Linked DNA regions of Mus musculus: region 2 is linked to region 1. The links are chromatin contacts, called in public Hi-C maps. All regions are on one chromosome and are shown on one strand. The core of a region is the stretch at or near the end of the contact, and the rest is flanking DNA. Distances in the headings are between cores, read along the strand shown.

What was found. Hi-C and Micro-C count contacts between places; a contact is called where the count stands out from the background.
Region 2: a Hi-C map of liver shows a contact between it and region 1, with 1.9 times the contacts expected there. The contact joins the promoter of Abcb11 here to the enhancer-like site in region 1. A contact is called at or near these places in 2 of 39 promoter capture datasets (the C10 cell line and liver), 1 of 484 Hi-C or Micro-C datasets (liver) and 2 of 9 other capture datasets (adipose tissue and liver).

What each region holds. Positions count from the first base shown.
Region 1 is chr2:69,225,683-69,229,071 of GRCm38.p6, reverse strand. G6pc2 (glucose-6-phosphatase, catalytic, 2) reads right to left here. Exons shown (of 5, transcript NM_021331.4): 4 at 3,145-3,260; 5 at 1,079-2,504. The coding sequence ends at 1,993. Among named protein-coding and RNA genes, the nearest start is that of G6pc2, 7.4 kb to the right of the region's middle. Within about 2 kb of position 1,926, at least 8 of the 459 cell types and tissues checked have an H3K27ac peak or open chromatin away from gene starts, as enhancers often do. A contact at or near this core is called in liver, where this site is marked.
Region 2 is chr2:69,340,935-69,344,029 of GRCm38.p6, reverse strand. It overlaps Abcb11 (ATP-binding cassette, sub-family B (MDR/TAP), member 11), which reads left to right and starts at 1,414. Exons shown (of 28, transcript NM_021022.3): 1 at 1,414-1,513.

The DNA of each region.
Region 1 (3,389 bases), core at 677-3,176:
GGCCATACAACACTGTTTCTCTTGCTGCCTAAGCAATTCCAATCACAAAAGCAAATTGCCTCCATGTGGATTCCTCCAGGAGACATCAGCGAGAGAGAAAGAAAAATCTCCTCACTAGGGACTCTGAGGCTTCATGGTAGACAGGGGTAGAGTTGTTGGAGATTAATTATTGAAAATACGCCGTGCCTCATCCCATTTCCCTTCTGAGGATCACATGCCATCTAACAGACAGCTGTGTGGAGTAGCTGAAGAAAGCTCCTCGATGGGCGGGAAGCTACAGGGAGTGTGTGGCAGAGCCGGGCACAGCAACAGAATCTCCTAGCTATTGATGGCACAGCCCCCTCAGTCCCAGCCCAGGCAAAAGCAGGCTCAGAATGTACTGGGATAGAGGATTCAAGATTATTGACTCCACAGGAAGTTTTGAAAAAAGGCTCAGAGGGAAGCAGGCCTCTTACATTTGCAGATGGGACTGGGCAGAAAGAACACAATGTGCTGAGAACTACGGAAGCCTTATGGGGACAATGGCAAAGAGCACTGAAGAAATGAACAAGAATCATCCTGTTCTATTTCTTTTGCTCCAGTGCTCCAACAAACATGGGATAGATTTATTCTGAAGTAAAAGCTTTTTTTTTTTTCACCCTGTTTTGTTTTGCTTAGGGAATCCATTGCCTGTTAAAAAAGAGAACCTTAGTTAAAGTGTCTTGGAAAAGCAATAGTTCATTTTCTATAATTACACTTGGAAAGCTGCCAATAATTAGCTGTTAGATATATTATTTTCCATGACTACTATCAAATAGCCTTTCCTTCAACTGGTGTGTTTTCATACACATTGATGACCTATTTAATCGATCATCACCTAAAAGCAGCTAACTCATCAATAGTATTCTTGAGAAGTTACCTACGGCATTGCAGTAGATCACAGGCCAATCAGACTCATGATCTTTGAACTTGATCAGAAAGACACAGTTATCAAATGAGTCTAGAATTTCAATGAGGGAAGGAAAAAACCAATCTCACTGAGAAGTTGGTGTATATTAATAGCCCATAAATAACACTTTTCTGAAGTAAAGCACAGAGATTAGTCCGATGCACTAGTATTTAATCATTTTTTTCTGAGGTAGAAGAATTTGATTATCCTCATTTTTGACAGACTTGACTCTTAGAAGTAAAACATGGGGATGCCCCAGTGAAGAGATGAGGCTTTTCTGGTGAACAGTAATCCAGTGGGTTGTTTTCAGCAGCGTTTATTGAAATATATACAGCCATTGCTAGCCTGGAAAAGACACTGTACTCTGAGCATAAGTCAAGCAGAATGTAGCATTCCAATGCCATTTCTGAAAACATGGGTGTTTTAGATGGCAAACATAGATTTTAAATACATGCATTTGCTCTTTTTTTTTAACTCCCTAAAAAGAAAGAAAGAAAGCATTCTTATAGAGATATATGTATCAGAAGCCTTGTGTTCCAACTCTGGTTTCAACCCTGCACTATTACAGTCAAGTTACTTGATCTGAACAAACCTCTATTTCCTTATCTGATACATGAGAATTTTGAAAGAATTGACTCCTAAAAGTAAAAGTAGACCGTGGTCACTTCTAAGTGGTCCACAGGAGCCTGAAGTAGCCAGACTTTAAGATGATAGAAACATCAGCTCCTGGGGGTTTTGTTGACTGCTAAATACTATGATTAGAAGGAGTCTTTCTGCTAACTGGAATGTAAGCATCCAGCCCCTGTCAACTGTCTTTACATGGGTTATACCATCTCTCATATGTTACCGTATTGTCAGTTTTGTCAAGAAAATATGGACTTTCTGGTTAAATACTGTTATTTTTTAAATGCCACTTGGAAAGCAGACTAAACATGTCTGTGGGTGGAGCAGGACCTTTGGTCATCATGGTGTGACCTCTGTAGAGACGCTCCCAGTCTCTGTGCTGTGGCTCTATTGAGGAAAACAGAAAGTAGGTGATCCTCAGACCACAGGGCACTGCAGCTCTATTTAGTCTTCTTGTCACCGGGTCTCATTAACATATGTACACAGTAGGGAATTAGAGCCACCACCATCAGGGGGATGGACGCACTTTTACAGAAAGACAACAGGTAAAATAAAGGTTCCGCGTGAGTCGGGATCTTGATGAAGCGATAAAGTTGCATTGTGGTCAGTGAGGTCAGAGCACAGAGCAAGCGGAAGCTCGGCTTGGTGCCATTTTCTCCCTGGCAGCTCCGAAGGAACATTTCTGAGTTGATGGCGAAACCCAAGCCAAAGAGGACCCCGAGGTTTCTCACGAGTCCAGCAAAAGGCGTGCTGTCAATGTGGATCCAGTCTGGGTTGGCACACCACTTTTTGGCGATGGGCACGGACCACAGCAGGTCAATACCGAACAGTCGGAGAAGCAGGTAAAAGCCGAGGGCAAACAGGAAGAGGAAGACGTTGGTCTTCAGGTACACACTCAAGCTGGCCATGTGGACTCCTGGAGTGTGTTCAAAGGCCTCGGCTACTAGCATCCCTGGGGATTGGAAAGAGATACTGACATGAGCTTGTGACCCTGAGCCCTTCAGAAACCCCTCCTCTCTGCACCTGGGAGGGTTTAAGACACCCAGGTTCTAACAATTTCCTAAAGTGTTTTAAGACATAAACTGAAAACAGATTAGTCCCATAGTCTTTCAACTACCTACACTGGCCAAGAAGGATAAATCAAAAGTCAGAAACACTGAGTGACAACTCATTTTGCAGGCAAAACACTAAGCAATACAAAGCTGCCACCTGGTGAGGTTAAGCCATGCGTGCAATAAGAACTTAGCTGCAACCGAGTGTCTTGGCTGTGGGTTTGGGGTCCTTATGAGGTCCCCCAAAAGAAGGTGGAGGCACATGATGGTTTGGATGACCACTTCAGTTACACCTCAGAAAAGCTCATCTCGTCACACAGTTCTCCATTTGCACCACTGAGAGAGACTGTGTCATCCTGTGCACAGAGGCTCGTGAGAAAGGTCTTATTAAATCACCGAAGCCCCCAGGGTAGCATTTGTGTTCGTGTCTTGATTCAGCTACCTCTGAAACCAAAGCTGATGACCGGGAGAGTCTGACGCTACAAAGCGGCAAAGTGAAGTGAAGTGATGACACTACTGAATATAAGAGGCTATATTTACCACCAATCACTCCAAGAATGACCTGATGGGGGAAATGTGTGGCTATGAATACTCTTGAGATGCAGACGCTGATTTGAATCAACCAGAAAACACTCCACAGAAAGGACCAGGTCAGTCTGTGATGGAAGAATGGATACAAGTGTGAATAGCAAAGAATTCGTAACACCTATAAAAGTAGGTGGGTGAAACCTGGTCTTCCTCCCTACAGGAATCTTCCAGGTCTGATGGAACACAATTCTAGAGTC
Region 2 (3,095 bases), core at 165-2,664, 120 kb before region 1:
CAATTCATCTCCTTGATTCTGAAAACTGTTCTTGGCCTACCTTCACCTTCTTAGGTAAGCATGCATACCACTGTATTGTAACCTTTATGCTCAGTAGCCATCTCTGGTGTGGTGGGTATGCTTTAAGAACCACAGTCTTGCAAGCTCAGCCTTTTTTCTTGTCCTCTCTCTGGCCTGGAAGAAATGAAGATAGTGTAAAGAGATGCTATGTGTCTCTCCATCTGACCATCAGACTACTGTAGTGAATCTGGTCCTCCCACCTCCAAATTGAAATTTCCTCAGGAATCTCACTCTGGGAGAAGAAAGAGATACCAGCCAGAGCAAGAACTAGTCTCTTGAGACTTCACACAAGTCTCACAACTTGGTAGACCACTTCAGGAACCAGCCTGAAGCCCAGTCAGTGGTGGGCAGGATCATATTTTAACTGGCACTGCTAAGATGTGCATTTGGTGTTCTAATTAAATTCTGGTCTCATTTCAGGAGCCCAAAACTGGATATACACTGGATCTCTGTATTTTTTTCCCAATGTGGAACACTGAATAAATCTCCTTTCTCTGCTTTCTATTACTAACTTGGCTATTTTATTGGCCTATAGAAGGCAGCTGATCGGTTCTGACTTGGAGCACAAGTTGGGACCCCATGTCCAGTAACAATCTTACATCCCCTTTCCAGGAAGAAATATAAAAACTAAATAGCATTTTGAATCATATGGCCATATTACTTTTTATAATACAATGCAATTGAAATTAATGAAGAAGAAAAATGGTAAAACTTGTTTTTTTAAAGAAATATGTGGAGATTAATAGTAAGAAGGCATACGAAAAGTCACAGCCAGTTCTAAGCTTATTTGCTTTGAGGTTTTGTTAATGGGAATGTGTTTTTTAAAGTAATGCATTTCTACTTATACAGCGCTGCAGCTAGTGGGCAGAGCTTGAGGCTATTGACTGCTCAGACCAGAGTTCAAGGGTCATCTGTGTGCACAGAGTTCTGAGCAGAAGGCAATTGCATGTTATCAATTCTCCATGAAACTTTGGGGCTGGCTCCAGATCACTGAGGGCCTGCAACCCAGGATGTCACAAGGGTCACTTCAAATAGAGCAGAGACGATAAGAAGTAGTTTGGTCCTGTTAGATTTTTTTAAAGTTACTTTTTAAAACCTAGGGCTTAAAAAAGAAGAGTCGGGCCTCTCACCAGGCTCTCTACCATGAGGCCCCACTCTCGGGCAACTGGGCATTTTCTAAAGCTTGTTGATACCCTCAGAAGGTCCCCACGCACTCTGGGTTTGGGTTCCTGCTTTGAGTATGTTCGACCTTTCCTCTCATGTCACTGAACTGTGCTAGATCTGGACTTTAGGCCATTGACCTATAAGCAAATAGATAGTGTTCTTAAAAAAGCCTGATTTCTGTTCAATGCTTTATTACCATGAAAACTGAACTTGGAAAGGGGTGTACAACCCTGACTTTCCACAGTGGCGTCTCTCGCTTCTCCTGGCTCCCTCAAATTCACATCTGTAGGTAAGTGACTCTCATTTGCCTATGGCGTTTTTTAAGTCTTTGCTTTCCGAGTCTGTTTTATTTGGTAGTCTCAGTTTATGGGGGAGGGTTGTGGTTCAGATTTACCAAAAGCCCAACCTTGTCATCCAGTAAAGCTACAGTGCTTGGGTAGACGTGTGAAGACAAATGGCTGACTTCTTAGTATTATATACAGTGAGGGAGGCCTGGTAACGGTCTTACAGCAGTGCTATTTTGTACTTCAGTTGTCTCAAAAATGTGTGTGTGTGTGTGGCAAAATTAGGTGAATGGATTGAAAAAAGAGATCACCCAAAATAAAAACCCCAGAGAGATGTCCTTTAAACTTGGCATTATAGAAGCATGATTTGAACTAATAATCACAAAATCCCAAGACTTATCGGAGATGTTAAAGTGTTAACCCCTCACTAGCTTCCGTTGTTCTCAGGATAAAGCCCCAATCCCCAGGGTTAAAGATCACAAGGAACCAAGGGATCGACAGCTGCTCCAGAGATGGCCCTGTACTCCCCAGACCTAGTGGGGAGTCCATCCTTCGTCCCTTGCTCCTATTCTGTCTCTGGGGTCTGGGCCTTCTATGTGTTCTTCCCTCCTCTCCACCTTCCCTTGTCTACTTTGGGTTTTCCTCCCAAATCCAAGGTGAATATGCACATTCCAGAGCCTTCCCAGGCTAGTGCCCATGCTTCTCCCTCAGCCAAGGTCTGTAGTTTTCCATGAATTCTGTCACCTGTCTTCTGTCCCCTCCGGAAGCTCCACTAGGGTAAATCAGGTTACAAGGTTTGGCACACTAAATATTTTAGTCGGGAAGTAACCTCCTTGAGAACTCCCCCACTGTTCTGAACTGACTTTGTGTGGCTGGGATGGGAAGAGGACACCCAGTGCAGAAGGCTCTTCCGTAAAGAGCCCGAGAGTGAATGCAGCAGGAACATTCACTTTGTGTCAGAGATCCTCGATGACGCAACCAAAGACAACAAAATGATGAGTGTAATAACTATATTTCAATAAAATCATGATTCAGAGAGGGAGGGGGAACGGCGGGGTCCTTGCTCTTACTGCAGTAGGATTGTAGGATTCTTCATTCTGAGACCAGCTTCTGAGAATCCATTTCTTCTTCCTTCCTCCCTCTCCCCCTTCCTTCCTCCCTCTCTCCCTCCCTTCCTCCCTCCCTCCCTTCCTTCTTATTTGCAATACCAGACTCAGCTGTTAGTGTGGACCAGGCCCTTAGAGAAGTTCAGCCCATTCATGTGCTGCTCTAGCCTGGTATTTCCACCAAGTCACAAAGCACCTTGGCCACCATGAGATGCACACAAGAAACTGGAGGACCTTGACTTTTTGTCCTGTACCTGCGTGGCTCACAGGAGCCTGTGTTTGTCCCCTTTCATCTGGAGTATCTCGGAGGCCCCTCATTCGTCCCCATCGCTGGATGCTCTCATCCCTTAGGTTCTCAAGGACAATCCATGCAGACGCTGGGCTCCACCCTTCTGCTCGACTGTGCTCTTCCAGGAGCTGATGCAAATGTTCTAAGATAGAAAAGTCACTGCTGAGGCTACCAGTTATGGTCATGGGACTG